Linked DNA regions of Danio rerio: regions 2 and 3 are each linked to region 1. Evidence: chromatin contacts called from public Micro-C data. All regions are on one chromosome and are shown on one strand. Each heading gives the region's core, a stretch centred on a gene start, on an enhancer-like site or on the middle of the called end of the contact. The rest is flanking DNA. Distances are from core to core; before and after follow the strand shown. Region 1 holds the start of pias2 (protein inhibitor of activated STAT, 2). Region 2 holds the start of golph3a (golgi phosphoprotein 3a). Region 3 holds the start of sub1b (SUB1 regulator of transcription b).

Region 1 (3,408 bases), core at 538-3,037:
AGAGTAAGATCTGAGCTTACAGCCGTGGCACCGCTGTCCAGATGAATGAAGGATTTAATGCTTGACTTTAGTGCCGCCAAATCTTGAAGACCTTCAAATGTCCTTGGATATCTCCGCCGATACAGTTCTTTGATTTTGATCTGCACTGCAGAACTACAACCACTCCTCAGTAGATGCAGAGCCCTCAGCAAAAGTTCATGCTTGCGACCGCTCTTATTCCTTCCAGCAAAACCTAACAGTACTTGGAGCTCTGAGACACGGAAACTTGATACCATATTCTGAAAAATAAATCCAGACAAGGCAACAAAAAAAAAAAAGAAACACCACACATTAGTAAGAATACATTTGCCACAGGTTAGTAAATATAACCACCCTCTATGCCATTTTGTGTACTTTTACAACTTTTGTTTTAAGATTTTAGCAAGACATAAACCTTTGCATCAAAATCAACATGGCATAAGCTTGTGGAAAATGGTTATGACAGTTTTTTTTAAACCAAAAAGTGTCATTTAATTAGTAACCAGATTAATTAACAAAGAATTATGTGTGAAGTGAGGTGACAGCCCACCCAAAAAACACCCTTTCAAGAAACCCCAAAGAAATAAGAAAATCTCAACTGACCCTTCATTACACGGTCCATGCTTGATTGTTCTTACGTGTTAATCCTTTTTTCTTTAATAATCCTTAACAAATGACCGAAATGCATCTAAAATGTTGAGAATAATTCCAAGACCCATTAGATGAACATCGAGAACATGACAAAGAACAAAACAGATGTTCACGTTGATCTCAAGAGAAATCAACAGAACTGCTGGCGGGAAACTTGGTTTACAGCAAATCTGGACAATTCTGAACACTTTACAGGACAGCATGAATCAGTCAGTTATGTAATGACAGATATAACAGCAAGTGTCTAACATTAACGTATCCAGTACACACAGTATACCTTTCTTATGGCATGGTTAACGTTTGTTGGAGCTGAATACGTTCAATTTCAGAAAAGTGATGTATGCATCACACTACTAAAGTGCTTATGTTGAGGAAAATATGAAACAGAAGTCAAGTTTGTTTTGTTTGCCGCAAACTATTTACAGTTAGAGCTTGTAAACAACATTCTCAGTGTGTATATTTTCCATTGTTTAACTTAGCAATTATGATATAAAACGCACGTTCACTTTCATTTACACGCACAAAGAGACTCTGGACACGCTGGATTAAACATATGTCTCCCTTGCAAACACTTCTAATAAATCAAGCATCACCTGTGTGTAAGTTACATGTAAACAATGTCAATAGCTGCCGGACGCTAACGTTAGCTAACAAAAGACCAGCCAAAACAAGTCGAGCAGTGAAGAACGTAAAAACTTTTTACCTGAAGCGAACAGTCGTCAAGTTCAGTTAGGCATTATAATAAAGCGTTTTCATGCAGTCAATGGTGGCAATAAAAGCAGTGGCATTTTGAGGCTGATCTTCAACGTTTGTGTAGCATCTCGAGAGCTAAACGAGTAGCGGGTTGGTGGCTAACAGGCTAACCATAACCCGAATAACGGAGGGATGTCGCGTTTCTCTTTTAACTATGAAGAAACTAACGCATCAAAGGCCAACGGACGGGCATAATAGCATAACATAACGTCAACTGCAAAATGCCTTCAGCATGTGAAAGACGCAAAGAAGTAGCCAGCTATCATTGCACTTTCGCCTACCCGTAACTCCTCAATATCCGCCATTTTCTGGCTGCGCTCATCCTGGCTAGTCCGGAGATGTCGAGTCACGTGACACAGGCTGGTTAAAGGGGTCACGTCGTTCATTTGTGCATTTTTATTTTCTTCTGAGGTTCCCTGATTTGCTTTTCCCCTTACCCATATTTTGGGAATAGTTTCCGTTATTCAGTAATCAACCACAGAATCCTTCGCTGTGAACGAAATTATAATTATTTTTCCACAAGGAGGAGATCATTTAGCCATCGAAAAGTAAAATCCTGTTAATCAGTTCAAATTGTTTATAAACATTTTAGTTCAATGTTATGTTTGTTAATTAGTCTTTTTGGGTGGCAATGTTATCTGCAATAATCTAATCCTAAATATCGCAGATATATTGGAAGCGTTTTTACTTGCATTGTGTGATTCCTGTACTCTCTTTCGCCACTAGAAATGTGTTTTGAAACTGTTTTTCTGAGAGTATGTCCTCATGTAAGCTCTAATGTGATTCCAACAAACCTTTTAGCACCAAGGCAAATAAGATGAAGTAAAAAAGCTGTACAGCATAGATGGGTCTCAAACTCAGTTCTTGGAGGGTCGCCTGCAGCTCTGCACAGTTTTGCTCCAACCATAATCAAACATGGCTTATTCAACTAATTAAGGTATTCAAGACTACTAGAGAGGTGTGAGTTGGAGGTGGTTGAAACTAAACTATGCAGAGCTGTGGCTCTCCAGGAATTAAGTTTGAGACCATTTAGTTTATGCTAGTGGTGTTCCACCAGGGGGCAGCAAAATTCTAAGGGGGCCTCATTCATTCATTCATTCATTCATTTTCTTCTTGGCTTTTAGTCCCTTTATTAATCAAGGGTCACCACAGTGGAATAAACCGCCAAATTATCCAGCATATGTTTTACACAGCGGAAACACCCATACACACTGACATTCCCACCCACACAAACACTATGGCCAATTTAGTTCATTCAATACACCTATAGCATGTCTTTGGACAGTGGGGGAAAGGAGAGCACCCAGTGTAAAACCACACGAACATGGGGAGAACATGCAAACTCCACACAGAATTGCCATCTGACCCAGCTGAGGCTCGAACCAGCGACATTCTTGCTGTGAGGAGACAGTGCTAACCACTGAGCCACCGTGTCACTCTAAGGGAGCCTTGAGAATTTAAAATGGTTAAATAAAAACTTTTTTATAATCCACACATTAACAACTGTTTATGTTGTCTTTGTAGATGTTGGAAATCATTAAAAATATCTAAAATATATATATTATGTTTTAGTATACAGCTTATGATTATAGTAGTGTATAGTTGTATACACTATATACATAACTATACCAAGCCCCATTTAACTGATTAACATGTTAAACAACTGAAAGTCATCCAAATGTTGTAAATGAAGTCTTGGAGCCAAAACTTTGAGAACCATTAAGGAACTGTAATGAATTTTGTCTCACGATTAAGTGTTTTTATAGTGTGAACATACCAATTTAGCTTTTCAGGATGACAGTTACAGTCTGTTGTCCAGCAGATGGAGCTCAGAGCTAATCTACCATCACCAGATTATTGACTGAGGGTTTTCGTTCCTGATCAGACCTCTGTTTAACCCAATGCTTACATTTCATATTCTCATTTACAAATTAGAACAGTTATTAATATGCCCTTATTACTACTGAAATAAAAAATAAATACATA
Region 2 (3,408 bases), core at 616-3,115, 350 kb after region 1:
TGCTTCACATGGAGCCACAGATATTAAATGTTTTGCCTCTATATGTCTTTTTTCACCCTCAAAGTGTTGTTAGCTGTTGACATGCATTTTAAAAATCAGCAAGTACCATAGGTTGAGTAAAAATCTTCATTGTTCTACTGAAGGAAAAAAAAATCACCTTTGCATTTTGGATGGCATGAGGGTCATTATATCAACAGCAAGTTTTCATTTTTGGATTAATAAACCTTTAAAATCGATACCAAGTAACATTCCATACAGTATTCCATCACAGTGATCAGAATGAGCTTATTTTGAATAATAGAAAAGCTCAATCCAGCTTGTTTTCAGCTTTTTCTGGCAGGGAGAACTCTGAAATGTTGTCAACCTTCAGTTATATAAATGTTGAATGTGTGAAGGAGAACTTAGATTTTTTTAAGACCATTATATGAAAACAGGATGTATAGAACGACACACATCAGTTTCAGTGCTCTAATGTAAAACACACATTGTTTTGTGTGAATCGGATCTGTCCATCAGTAGGCTGTCTTTTATTTCATTCAGCCTTAGCTGCTATCATTTTTAGAACATTATGCGATCAGTTCACACTTTTAGAACAAAGGAGCACAAACAAATATTACTAACTTTATTACAATGAAATTGTAAGGACATGATATTGGTGATGCAAACCATTCTTTTTTTTTTTGTGATGATATAGATCAACCAAGCATCAGCATCACCATGGGTATTTTAGTCAGTGCTTACACAGATACAACAGTGGTGTTTGTGTGGAACTCTATATATGTATGGATCTAACAACAACAAATGTATGTGTATAAAACTAAATAAATTAGAAATAATTTTATACGGTAAGATTAAAAAAATCATCATAAACTGCTAATCCTTGTAACTATTGAAACATAAGCTATTGTCATACAGTATCTGCGTTTGTGCACATTTTCTTCTGTTTTTCTGCGGTGCCTACAGAACTACTGCCCCAAATTAACAGGCACTTCAGTCACATATTGTCTTCAGTGTCTGTTGTGCATCACTTTCTGTGTTTTTCTGCTGTTGTAATGTACTGAAACTGATGTAAGCTCCTGAAAGCACTGAACAGCTGGCAGAAGTGTGGAGAAAGCGGTTTCCTGACCATTTTTGTGTTTTTGTTTGCATTTTTCACTTTTGTTTTGCACTGCTGCTCTTTGCCAGTCAGTCACTGTTACTTGAACAGTCAGATGAGAGTCTGGTTCTGTTCACTTCAGTTCATCACTGCTCTTGTGTTTGACAAGGTGAACTTAATGAGAAACGTATCACTGTATCATTTTTTAAAATATTTTTCTATAACTAACTTTAAAGTTCACATTATCAGAGTTTGGCCTTGGATGTATATGAAATATTGCTTTATTTTGGAACATTGATTTTGAGATTATTATTTTCATGTAAAAGTAGCAAATACTTTTTATACGCACTTGAGAAATATGTACCTTTGACTTTATGTCCACAAAATATGATTGAAATAAAAAAAAAATAGATCAGTACTTTGCAATCGTGATCAGTGTTTTGTTGCTATGTTTATTTTATTGTTATTCTACTTGAATGTGCATATTAACAAAGCATTTTTGTTGTTTTAGTAGGATTTTGATTTGTGTGTTGGTGTAATTTTTTTCATTGTATATAGGACATTTAAATGATATAATTATATATATATTTAATTGTGTTTTTTTATTAGCCACAATTAATACGTTTGAATATTAATATTAACGTTTCTTATTTCACTTTAATTTAGTAAAATGCTTACAGTGTTAATTAACAAAATGGGCTAGTTAATTAAATTAAATAGATACTACCTAAATATTATGAAAAATGTAGTCTCGGTATGTAGTTCGGCAGGTTTTGGGACACAACCCGAGTACTGGGATGCCACATCCACTGCTGTTCCCGTCACGTCTGGACTGGTCGCCATATTAAACCTGACGGAATCGGCGACGGTCCGCGGTAGGGATCGCGAGGGGGCCCTTTCCAAAACAAATCCCGATATACACCTTCGTTTTCCCTTTTCGCCCTGGAAATCATTTATGCATCGGACTGAATAAGGCAGTGTGTTCTCAGACAGGGGTTGTCTGGGACGGAGGTTTTGTTTTAGTGTGTTTGAGAGAGAGAGAGATGAGTACTTTGACCCAGCGGAGCTCCGGCCTGGTGCAAAGACGCACCGAGGCTTCGCGCAGCGCTGCGGCCGCAGACAGAGAGCGCGGATCCGGTGACGAGGATTACGAGCCTCGTCGCGGAGAAGAGCCGGAGGACGATGACAGCGGCGACTCCAAAGAAACCAGACTCACCTTGATGGAGGAAGTGCTGCTGTTGGGCTTGAAAGACCGAGAGGTTATTGTGGTTTTGCTTTATTTTCTCAGTTGTTGTTTCTATAGTCGATGCTTAACGTTAGCATATTATCTCTCACCATCACCCACAGTTGTCGCTCATTTCGATGCTTATAAATTAGCTCTTTCAAAAATAGAAGAAGCTGAATTCTTAAATTTTGATGATTATTATATTTTGTTTATATATTGGTGACGTTTTGAGATAAAATCAAGCCACATGTTTTCGGTAATGCAATAGCATTTAGCTTGACTTGCACTGCAGCTCCAAGTTCTCTCTTTGACCCTCAAGACTCTCAAAACAAAACGTAGTTCAGTGAACAGAGTTTAAAAAACTGAACGATACCTTTAAATGTCTTAATATTACATATATTGTTTCATGTACCATATGGTAACCAGATTGGCATACACTGATATTGGCATATGAAAGTTACATAAAGCTAATTTTCGTCGCTGTCTACACAATGAGTTTGATGCCGTTTGTGTATTGCATTTTGGTAGATACAATGTTGTTCAAGACGCATGATGTAGGCCATTATCCTTACACCCACGTTCACATTCGTATGAAGCATGTAGATCCAGATACAGCCTGTATAGTCAAAACAATATTTGTTTAGGAACAAGTCCAGCGTAATCTTTATTACAGTGTGTCTTATTAAGGGTCAGATCATCCAGAACCAAGTGAAAATTAAAATGTACTATTTACTGACCCTCAAGCCACCCAAGATGTAGGTGACTTTGTTTCTTCAGTATATCCTAAAAGAACATTTTACTGAAAACCAGTGACATTGGGTATTTGTAAAATGCAAGTAAACAAAATTAATAGCAGAGGCTTCTGGTGACACATTGAGATTTTAAAAGATCACACAGAAATGAAAGTTATGTTAAAAACAAGTCCTTGTGCCATTCAATTTTGCCTGAGACATTTGTACATCTTCAGAACACAGATTAGGAGGTTCTCTCTGAGCCTTCTCAGACAGCAATGGTCAAAAGATGTTCAAAGTCCAGAAAAGAAAAGAAAACATTGTGAAAACATTGCGTGTGACTTTAGTGGTTTAAC
Region 3 (3,408 bases), core at 320-2,819, 310 kb after region 1:
TATATATATATATATATATATATATATATATATATATATATATACATTATATATATATACATTATATATATATACACATTATATATATATATATATATATATATATATATATATATATATATATATATATATATATATATATTATTTCCTGCATAGAGAATAACTATGCGACCACCTCTATTAAAATGTTGTACCACCTCAGCCTTTTGACAAAGACCCTGAGGGATGCTCAAGCACTGGTCATGTATTTAATTACATTTAATTTTAGCATATTCAAATCATATCTTTTATTTGACAAGGTTACAAGAATAATGCAATATGTGTTTGTTAAAGTAGCAACAAAATCATGTTCAGGATACCACCTCAGCCTAACTCTGAGCCAAGAAAATCCTGAGGACAGATTAAATATGCATCAAAATTTTAGCCATAGGTCTGTAGATGATGCTTGCTGTGATGTCTGGGGCTGAGAAAAAAATCATAGTATTTTGATCAGAATATCTTGTTTTGCTAGTAACAAAACAAAACAAAAAAAAAAAAAAAAAAGGAAAAAGAAAATCACGCTAGTTTAGTTTCACTTGAGTGGAAGTAATGGGTAAGGAAATTCTCATTTTTGGGTGAACTATCCCTTTAAATTTAGTTTAACCCATGTTTGTTTTTTTACTTGTAAAGTGTTGATAATGATCGATTTGCATGTTATAAATCATGAATGATCACTTATTTCCAGCTAATAATCTTAGATATTCTAACTGCTAAAAGACACTTACATATGTTGTACAACCTGAAGGTGAACCCTCCCTTTAAACTAAATAATAAAAGTTTTTGTTTGAATCATCTCAAAATATTATATTAAGTTACCTACAAATACTCACAGAACAGGTGTCACAAAAGGCTGCTGTGACCATTACTTTTAGTTACTGACAACAATAGTGTACATACAAACAATCCACTGTAGTAGGGTAAAAACGGTTTGCCAGGGACACTATCAAATATATTCATAAGAAATCAAAGATTTTATTAATTTAGATTCCAGGTTCTTCCTTAATATTGTCGGAACACTGGTTTATTACAAGCTGTGATAATTTTCTAGCCACATTTCCCAGCTGTAACATACAGCAGATATATAACGTTAGATATTTATTTTTAAGTCCTGCATTTATAAGAGCTAGCAGATGCGCAGCCAATAAAGAAATACTAGATGAGTGTCATGTTGGTAAAAAAGATGCAACATGAGACATCACTGAGGTTTCCCCGATCTAACCCCACAGACGAGACTGGACAACATTTAAGTGCTTAATTGTTAGGTTAACAAGACTGACTCAAATCAAACCCCGGGCTGACCGGGGCCTCTGCATCCTCTAAAACTAAGATGGAAAAATATAGGCCCTAAATAACACCTCACTAAGAAACGCGTTAACAGTATAACTCTCGTTTAATGCAATTATTCGTGGCTGTGCACTCGTTTAAGGAGTGCATTTCTAAAACAAGTTTAACATGAATTGAACGTGACTTACATGTAAGGTTGAGCAGTGGTCTACAACAGTCAGTCACGCTTAGCGGCGGGAAGTCGAGGAATCGAGGACCAACCATATGGCTAATAACATCTCAGAGAGCATTGTGGGAGATGTAGTTTTGCATCAATGACGGCATTGCGTCGGATTTTTACGGTGTATAAAAATTGTGAACCTAATGTTCTTATCTAATTTAAACAGATCTTGTTTGATACAGACTCGTTTTCACGCTTGTGTTTATCATATTTATTGAACATAATTATAAGTGTTTATTTAAGTATTTCTAAAATGATCGGTTAAGTAGTAAAGTTTTGAATGAAGTTCAATAATAACACACAACGGGAACAATAAAAAAAGTTGTTTTTTTAATAAATCTAAATCCAAAATAAAAAACCAAGGGGACAGATGTCAAGAGGACAGATCACACAAAAATTTAAAATTGCATTTCATTTTCTTACCTCAGACCATCCAGGGCATATTTGGTTCCTACACAAAATTAACCACGGCTTTATAATAGTAAAATTGTAGCCTAACAGTTTTATTTAGCATACCATCACTGATTGTAGCATGGTAAATTTATGAATAATCAACACTAACATCATTTGAGTTCCTTAATTGAGTCTTAATAGTTTCACATATAGTTTTAGGTGTGAGTATATGTGTCTAACATGATCACATCGGCAGGTCTATTACTCCTTTTTGTAAAAAAAAAAAACATCCAAAAAAATATTTGTTTGTTTGACTGACCTTTCAAAATGACTTTGGACAAAACTACATTTCCCATCCCTGGCGGCAGACACTGCTCATGCGCAGCAAACGCCATATCCTGGTACGACCTTCTCATATAAAAAGGCAGGCATACGAGTCAGAGTTCGTTAGAGAATAGGAAACCAATGATTCCCATATGTCCAGTAGTCTCCTTCACCTATGGTGAGTATAATCTAAATTTTAAAAGCGTGTCGAAACATTTCATGGGTTTTAGACAAGAGAAGATGTGATTAGGATCATGTTGCGGGTGTGCGGGAGTCGTCACGGTGTAATCCGTCGTGGTGTCCTGCGTGTTTTCTTCCACTGCATGATACGGCTCTTCATCATGGTTGCCACCGCGCACAGCCGCTAACCCTCCGCCAATCTGTCTTTTTGCAGTGCCCAGCCGGCTAGGTGAAGATGCCAAAATGGCCACCGGCAACTACTTTGGATTTACCCATGGTGCTGGGGCCCAGTACAGGTAAGGGCCGTGATGTTTAATGGGGACTGCAGTGCTGGTGGTGGTACAGTAATGGTGGGATTTGGCCCCGATGCCTTTGTTGCTGGGTCCGGGTGGGGGCAGGGGGAGGGAGGCGATGGGCAACGCTTTAAACCTTGAGGTGAACGTTTGGTAAGGAAATGATGCATTAAACGACGTTTTAGTTTAAATATGGCGATTAATGTGTTGTTTTTATGTATATATGACATTTGTTTTTTTATTTGCTAGGCAGATATATTGACACACAGGATGTCATTGCATAGTACTTTGGGCCTTTTTAGGGAAATTATTTTAATTCGTGGATAAAATGCATGAGATGTTGTTATATCGTTTAAAGCAGTCTGCTTAACGTTACGTTATGTAAACATCTGACGTGACGATGGCTAGCAGGTGCACTTTTAAATTATATGTTAAAATAAAGATAAGAATCTCAATACGTTTAAAAAATAATTAATGTTACAAAAGCAATAGGTTAAAAGTAATAGTCAAGATTTGAAGTTAGTAACTTTAATTCAGTTTACATTAACAGGGCGGTTTACCTTATAAGTAGACCCTTACCTCCGTTGTTCTGTTTATTTGATCCAAAGCATTTAATGATATAACACCATTCTGAAACTCTTTGTTGGTGTTCACGTGTGTATAAACGGTGATTTT

The links. Hi-C and Micro-C count contacts between places; a contact is called where the count stands out from the background.
Region 2: a Micro-C map of caudal fin shows a contact between it and region 1, with 6 times the contacts expected there. The contact joins the promoter of golph3a here to the promoter of pias2 in region 1. A contact is called at or near these places in 1 of 18 Hi-C or Micro-C datasets (caudal fin) and 1 of 4 datasets of contacts at active chromatin or transcription factors (embryo).
Region 3: a contact with region 1 is called in a Micro-C map of caudal fin, with 4 times the contacts expected there. The contact joins the promoter of sub1b here to the promoter of pias2 in region 1. A contact is called at or near these places in 4 of 18 Hi-C or Micro-C datasets (caudal fin, embryo, hematopoietic stem cells and 1 more) and 2 of 4 datasets of contacts at active chromatin or transcription factors (embryo and gastrula embryo).

What each region holds. Positions count from the first base shown.
Region 1 is chr5:42,368,131-42,371,538 of GRCz12tu, reverse strand. pias2 (protein inhibitor of activated STAT, 2) reads right to left here and starts at 1,787. Exons shown (of 15, transcript NM_001326481.1): 1 at 1,704-1,787; 2 at 1-278. The coding sequence starts at 1,727.
Region 2 is chr5:42,021,791-42,025,198 of GRCz12tu, reverse strand. It overlaps golph3a (golgi phosphoprotein 3a), which reads left to right and starts at 1,865. Exons shown (of 3, transcript NM_001006105.1): 1 at 1,865-2,355. The coding sequence starts at 2,140. It also overlaps a transcript of mtmr12 not described here.
Region 3 is chr5:42,062,120-42,065,527 of GRCz12tu, reverse strand. It overlaps sub1b (SUB1 regulator of transcription b), which reads right to left and starts at 1,569. Exons shown (of 5, transcript NM_001002505.1): 1 at 1,512-1,569. zfr (zinc finger RNA binding protein) reads left to right here and starts at 2,360. Exons shown (of 20, transcript NM_199558.2): 1 at 2,360-2,438; 2 at 2,655-2,736. The coding sequence starts at 2,402.